Regions from separate parts of the Pan troglodytes genome. Here region 2 is linked to region 1. A link is a contact called in public Hi-C data. All regions are on one chromosome and are shown on one strand. The core of a region is the stretch at or near the end of the contact, and the rest is flanking DNA. Distances in the headings are between cores, read along the strand shown.

What was found. Hi-C and Micro-C count contacts between places; a contact is called where the count stands out from the background.
Region 2: a contact with region 1 is called in a Hi-C map of stem cell-derived neural progenitor cells, with 2.8 times the contacts expected there. The contact joins the promoter of LSM6 here to the enhancer-like site in region 1. A contact is called at or near these places in 1 of 7 Hi-C or Micro-C datasets (stem cell-derived neural progenitor cells) and 1 of 1 datasets of contacts at active chromatin or transcription factors (stem cell-derived excitatory neurons).

Annotation. Positions count from the first base shown.
Region 1 is chr3:147,520,476-147,524,042 of NHGRI_mPanTro3-v2.0_pri, reverse strand. C4H4orf51 (chromosome 4 C4orf51 homolog) reads right to left here. Exons shown (of 9, transcript XM_054683420.2): 6 at 2,172-2,338. The coding sequence ends at 2,231. Among named protein-coding and RNA genes, the nearest start is that of C4H4orf51, 51 kb to the right of the region's middle. Within about 2 kb of position 1,657, at least 22 of the 24 cell types and tissues checked have an H3K27ac peak or open chromatin away from gene starts, as enhancers often do. A contact at or near this core is called in stem cell-derived excitatory neurons and stem cell-derived neural progenitor cells, where this site is marked.
Region 2 is chr3:147,961,154-147,964,720 of NHGRI_mPanTro3-v2.0_pri, reverse strand. LSM6 (LSM6 homolog, U6 small nuclear RNA and mRNA degradation associated) reads right to left here and starts at 1,636. Exons shown (of 4, transcript XM_003310475.4): 1 at 1,512-1,636.

The DNA.
Region 1 (3,567 bases), core at 408-2,907:
TGCTCCGTGCCACCCACCTCTCGCTGTCAGTCCAAGCTCTTTGCTAGGACAGCCTGAGTCATAAAACTCAGCACATTCCTCAGGCATTGGCTAGTCTTTCCTTGTTATTACTTTGCTTTTGTTTTATGCAGCACCTGGTTTCATTTTTAAAACCCAAATAAAAATCACACGGTCAGGGCGGGAGTGGGGAAACAGGAAGAATAGCAAAGGGCTCTAACTCCGCAAACAGGGAGGCACAGAGCAGGACAGAGATGGGACTGCGGCTGAGGGACTGGGGAGATTCAGGATGTGCCACTAATGAATTGGTTTGACCACAATCTTCCTTGCTGTATATGATAAAGCTCTTGATGCCCAGGTCTCTTCCCCACCCTCCCGTCCCCAAATTAGGCTGCAGTACTGTACTCATCAGCCATGTGACCTTCCCGAAGCCCCTCCACTTTCTGAGTGTCCTCAATCAATGGATATACATCTCGGATGAATCCTAAGGAACACTCTAGTTACAACACTCTGAGTCTATGAACCTGCCGGTTCCCTTTTTCTTGGACACAAGCCCTAACCCACGTGTGAGGGAATATGTTTCCACAAGCAAACATTTGTTCTTTGCCTTTTGGGGGTTAAGGAATGGTGGACAGACAGGCGAGAAGGTGTAGACCCCACCATACCAATGTTGCTGGTCAAATTGAACTTGTGTGGCCAGGTTACTGTTGAAACCTATCTGTAAAGCTGTTAGCCTTCATTTTTAGAATTAAAACAGAATTCTAATCAGCTATCCTCTGCGTATAGTAAAAAACAAATGATGAATTAATGATAGCCATTACCTTGGAGAACTGTATTTTCTTGGACTAGGAAAAGCCAAGAAATTCGAGATTAAAACCAGGATCATGAGGTACTAGACTCGGAACCTAAACAGAGGCCTTTCTCTCCTTCTGCCTGGGATGTCTACCAGGGCTGGCCAGGGCAAAACTCTGGAGGTTCCTAAGTGGCTACAGGGCTGCCTTTTCAATGCATGCTTTTGGAGAGCTTAATGGAAACCATACGAAGGTTGCCGGGAATCAGACCAGATGGCTCCCGGGGAATGTATTTAACCCAACCTAGGGCTAAGAGACAAAAATAATCACTAGGAGTTTGTGGGGCGGGAGGCAGGGGTGGTGCTGCGACTTTTAATTGTATTTTCTATTCAACAGAAATCCTAAGAGAAGGACGGTCTTGGTAACTAGGAGTAAACGGAAGGGGGTGTGGGGAGCAGAGAGCGGGGCTGGGGAGGAAGAGTGGTAGGAGGCAGCTACGTTAGTAAACCAAACACCGTTCTGCTTTTCCGCAGAAGTCGGCGGCTGCCGAGGCCCTTCGCGGGCCTAGACGGCAGCGGGCTCCTTCCCGCGCCCCAGGTCATGTGCAGCCCCTGCCGCTCCCGGTCCCTCCCTCCTGCGCGCTCCGCGGGGGCGACTAGGCGGGCGGTGGTGGGGGGGAATCAGCAGGAGGAGGGTCGTAGGCGGCGGAGGCGGCCTGTGGACGCTAGAGGAGGAGGATCGTGGGGGAGAAGAGGTGGGCCGTGGAGGAAGAAAGAGACGGCCGCTCGGGCGGGCCGGGAGGAGCGGGAAGGGGCGGACCGGGGAGGGGAGGGGCAGGCGGCGGGTGGGCGGGCCGTGGGCGCGGCTTTGGGGGCGCAGGCAGCTACCGAGGGAGCCGGGACGGGAGGGCCACGACTCCGCCCCTGAGCTCGCGCGCCCGCCGCGTCTGAGGCCGCCCCCGCCCCCGCGACTGTCGCAGCCAATTCGCTTCCCGGCGGCGCCTTGCGCGGAGGAAAACCTGGCGGTGGAAGGCTCCGGCTCTGCTGGGTGACCGCTCTGAATACAAAGAGCCTTTCTCACGCCCCTGCGCCTTCCCCGGGGCTCCCAGATACAAGGGACAGGCTCTGTGACGCCGGAGCCCCCGACGGTCGGGGCCGCAGCACCATTTCTGTGGTTCTAGCAGAGAAATGTGGTCCCAGGTATTTATTTAAAAAGGAAAATTTAATAAAGATTATAAAAACTTTTGTCTCTCTCCACCAATTAAAAAGGGAAAAAACTGATAAATGAAGCCCATGGAATTGTCCCAGAAAGCCAACCTGCCAGGGTCCAGACGTTCCTGGGCGGGGCGGGGTGGGGGGGGGGGGTGTTGGGAGGGCCCCATACCTCAAAGTTGTTTATTAAGCAAACTCCACGCCTCCAGCATTGTGGCTTCATTTTCCAACTCAGTTAAATGGCGATGAGGGTCCTCCCCAGCCATAATCGGAGTATCGATCAGCTTCTGAATCCTCAGATGAGCAAACGTTGCTTTCAGAATCGCACCGTCCATGAAGCTGGAGAAAAATGGCCTGGTTGTCAACACTCGCTCATCCGCAAAGGTCACTTTTCCACAGAATTGGGAATTAAATTGTCTCTTCCAAACCAAACATCATTCATGAGCAGGAGATGGGATTGATCCTGCATTTTCTTCCATCTCTCTTAACCTTCCTGTTTAATATATTGTGTCTCTGTTAGGAGGGCCAGATTAATAAAGTGGGAGAGAAAAAGGGCAGGAACACTTGCAATCCCTAACCGGCCCCCACTGCTTCTCTGGTAAGATTCTTTCCAGGTTTCCCTAATGCCTTTAGTTCCCACATTCCTGGATGTGAATGCTCTGCTTTCCAGTTTCCATCAGGAACTTCTTCAAGATAGGACACAGGAATATAAATATTTAGAGAATGATTACCAAAAGCACTACCCAGCAAGCAAATACTTTCGGAACTAAGAATAGTGTTAATGATCGTTGAAAATTTCATTCAATCTCTACTTATTGCTTTGATGCAGGAAATTGGGCATTTATATATCTCAGTGCTTGTTCTCTTCCAAACTATATATATTTAAAAATATTAAGATTTGCCTTGTCTCGGCCGGGCATGGTGGCTCACGCCTGTAATCCCAGCAGTTTGGGAGGCCAAGGTGGGCAGATCACCTGAGGTCAGGAGCTCGAGACCAGCCTGGCCAACACAGTGAAACCCTGTCTCTACTAAAAATACAAAAATTAGTTGGGTGTGGTGGCACACACGTTAATCCCAGTTACTCGGGAGGCTGAGGCAGGAGAATTGCTTGAACCCAGGAGGTGGAGGTTGCAGTGAGCCAAGATCACGCCATTGCACTCCAGCCTGGGCAACAAGAGTGAAACTCTGTCTCAAAAAAAAAAAAAAAAAAGATTTGCCTTGTCTCATAAATAAAAAGTCATGATTTATTTTTTTGGTCAGGACTCTAGGTCCAAGGTTTTCCAAATATGTGCCCCATATTAATTGTGTGGTGTGTGTGTGTGCACGTGCATGTACTTTTAGTCTGTTATTGCACCACAAAAACAAGAGCAGGATTAATGTCGTTTATTTGTTGGGAATGGTTGACTTAAAAGCGGCTACTTTGAGTACAGAGAATTCCCTTTCTGGGAGGGGTTGGGGAAGCACCTTACAGAGAGAAGCAGCTGTTCCCCAGAACAGCTGCAGACACTGATTGGCAATGGAATTGCTTGGCACCAGTACAACTCCATGTAGGCAAGAGGGATTTATTT
Region 2 (3,567 bases), core at 387-2,886, 440 kb before region 1:
GGTGATGTAAACAAATTTTTAAATTCTAGTATCTACTATGCCACAGTTCAGTGAGAGACTGCCTGATACAGCACAGAGTACTCACTTGGGAGGCAGGAAACCTGAGTTCTAATCCCAGCTCTGCTACTTAATTAGCTGTGTGACTTGGATAACTCATAATTTCACTTCTCATGGCCCCAGGTTCCTCATCTGCAAAATAAGGGAGTTATGCCAGATGACCACTTAAGTCTCTTCCTGCCCTAACATTCAGGTAGTCTAACGCATTAACGCCAGTGACACACACACACACACACACCACAAACACAAGCCTCTCAAGATTTCTGCACAATATTCAAGCAAGTAAAATTGCCAAACATCTCTAAAACTTTTTTGGAAAACACTGCAGCAATGTGTATGAAGGCCTAAAACAGACCTTTCAGATGACAGCATCTGATCTGATAATTTCACTTCTGAGAATCTAGTCCAAGGAAAGAATCTAAAAAATAGAGGGAAAAGAGTTTATCAAAGCACTATCTGGGATGCTAAGATGATGTAAAAATTCAAAAGCAATCTAATGTCCCACAATCGGGAAATGACTGAATAATTTACGGGACCGACACTGGGACCCACAATGATGGGACAATCAAAAGAAGATACAAAATTAGAATAATATTTAGGAAGAGTTTTTAAATGGAAGTGGGAAACTATACTGTTAAGTGATTAAACATGTACACTCTTAGTTCAAGTAGAAGCTAGCACATACAAGAGAAAATGATCGTAGGTGAAAGGGTTCAGTGAATATTGTTTTCTTCACTAAAGTCTTCTATGTTTGCAATTTTCTATAATAGTCACGTATTACTAAGAGCAGTGGGGCAGGGTAATCCGCATCATCTTAATCCTACACACCTGAAAAATGCCTGCTATGCAGGTGTGCGGACACGCATACGCACAGAAAACCTCGGGCGATAGGACTTAAGACCATACAATCGGGTTCCTCGACCTGACAACTCGGTAAGACAGGCGAGTCCAGCCTTTAATTCCTGTGGTCAGGCGCAGCCACCCCGATGTAGGGGAGGGTTCGCAATTCCCTGAAGCCCTCCTGGAAGACAGGCGAAGCCTAGGCCTGGGTTCGGGATCCGCTTTCCCGCCGAATCTTGGGATAAGCGTCGGGGCTCCCTGGGGAACTTCAACAACCTGAATTGGTCTCGGACGCCAACTCGGTAGGAGCCGGGACGGTGCCGCTCCTCTCCGCGCAGTCTAGGCGCCTCGCTGAGGGCGGTCCCGGCGCCCACCATCAGACCTCTCCCAGCCATTCCATGCGCGGAGAGCTTGGACGCGGCATTTCGCGGGGACCCGCCACCCAGCGGTCCCTTCCCGGAGCCCCAGCCCGTTCACCGCAGGCCCTTTCCGGGGCTGCCTCGCCCGGCCTAGGGCCGCTGCAGCCGCCGCTCCACAGCGCGACTGAACACTGGGGCACCGAACCTGGGGCTGCGCCCGGCCCCGTCGTCGGCCCGCGCAGCGGTGCGGCTCACCTCGCCGGCGGGAACCAGAACCCTCACTCCAAGCGCCCCACGAGCCCGGCCGCCGCGGATGATCCCAGCCAAAACCGAAAGCGCCGAGGCAGGGGCACTTTTCTGCCTCAGCCAATCAGTGCTCTTCTCTGCTACGGCAGCCCGCTGAGGCCGAAAAAGCCTGTCAGCACCAAAGCGCGCAAATCCAAGAATCCTGGTTTGTCTAGTAGCAAAATTGGTGCAGTGGAGTTCCTCTAACAGAAATCTGAGTACAAAACAAATACAATACAAAACAAAAACAAAATTCCAGGAAACTAGAAGTGATCTTTTGGGCAGGATTTATTTACAGAAGTGTAAAAAATAACTTGAAGTCATAGGAAACTGGAATTTACTGTTTAAGTAACGGCATTGTGTACCCAGAAACGTCCTTGAATAGTTTAAAGCAAATAAATAAATAAATGAAACACCTCAAGTCTTTAAATCTACCTCTGGATATTGATTAAATGTGTGAAGACTTAAGCCATTTTAGCAAGAGACTGTTTCCATGGCAATGTTAATTGATACAAAAATAATCAAAATCACTCAAGTAACTCCAAATTATAATGACATTAATTGTGTTACATTACTAGTTCCTATTGGAAATGGTGTGCAGACTTATTTCAGTGCTAGTATGGGAACTTGGTTTGGAATTTTGCATGAATTCTCAATACTCTTTCTATTAATGGAATTGAAGGGGAAAAAGAAGAGAACTGTTACACCAGGACTTGATTCCTTTTTCCCCCTCCACATATACTCTCATCAGTTGAAAACTTATACTTTAATTATATTTATGATTTGTAACACTATACACAGAGTGATAAGATCTTTCAACACAGATCCTTAACCCCATTAGGTGTTATAAAATCTAAGATGCAAAATTTTTTTCGAAGATAAAGAGTTCCTCCCTTGTAAACTTCTTTTGGTTAAAGGCAGAAGAAATGAACTTTTGATTGATATTAGGGACAGAAAACAACTGGATATGATTTGTTAAAGAATAGAGACTTCCTTATATCCTTCTATAAAAGCTCAGTTTGGATAAAAACCGAACAGTTACTGATTTATTGTGAGGGCTGTATTTGAAGTTCTTGCAATATAAAATACAATGTAAATAAAAATTTTAAGAAAAGTACCATTTAAATCAAATAATTACATGCAAAGAACAAACATAATAGGATAAAAAGCCCTGTTCCTAAAAACTTTCTTTGCAAACGACATCAAATTGCACATTCCTTACTGATTGTTTAAATTATTAAAAAAAAAAAAGAAAATTTTTGATTCAAACTTCTTTCCCTTTCCTACAGAGCCCTAATCGAGCCGTTAACACTAGTGTGGTGGGTAGGGAGCCATGAGGAGTTTTAAGGGCCTAGTTCATCTGCCGAGCAGCTGCAACCTTCTCTAAGGCGAGTAGCTGGGTAAGGGCCCAGTTTGACACACGGGGTGGGCATCTTGAATTAATTCATGAGCTAACAAGCTTATAAAAAGTGTGGCTGTTCCCAAAAGCCCCTCAGCAGCTTATAAATGACTTTTACTAACTCACAAGGCAATTTTCCGTATTTCCCAGGTTTTTGCTTTCAGCATCTTTTATGATGCAAAGAAAACACTGCAAGACCTTTGGTGAATACTAGTCTTCAAAACCCTGAATGTAAACATTAATTTATTAAGGAGCCTTAAAGTCATAAAAATATTTTGGCAAGCTTTAGTTTAACTTATGTAGTTTAGTTTCATTTAGTTGTTAGGACTGATGAACCTACACTGACACATCATTATCATCCAAAGGCCAAAGTTTACATTAGGGTTCACTCTTGGTGTTGCACATTCTATAGGTTTTGACGAATGCATAATGAAATGTACCCACAATTACAGTATCATACAGAATAGTTTCACTGCCCTAAAAATTCTCTGTGCTCCACCTATTTATCCCTTCCTCCCCACTGGCAACCGCTGATCTTTTTTCTGTCTCCAAAGTTTTGCCTTTTTCCACAATATCATACATTTGGAATCATACCGTACACAGTTAGTGGTGCATACACTGCACCAC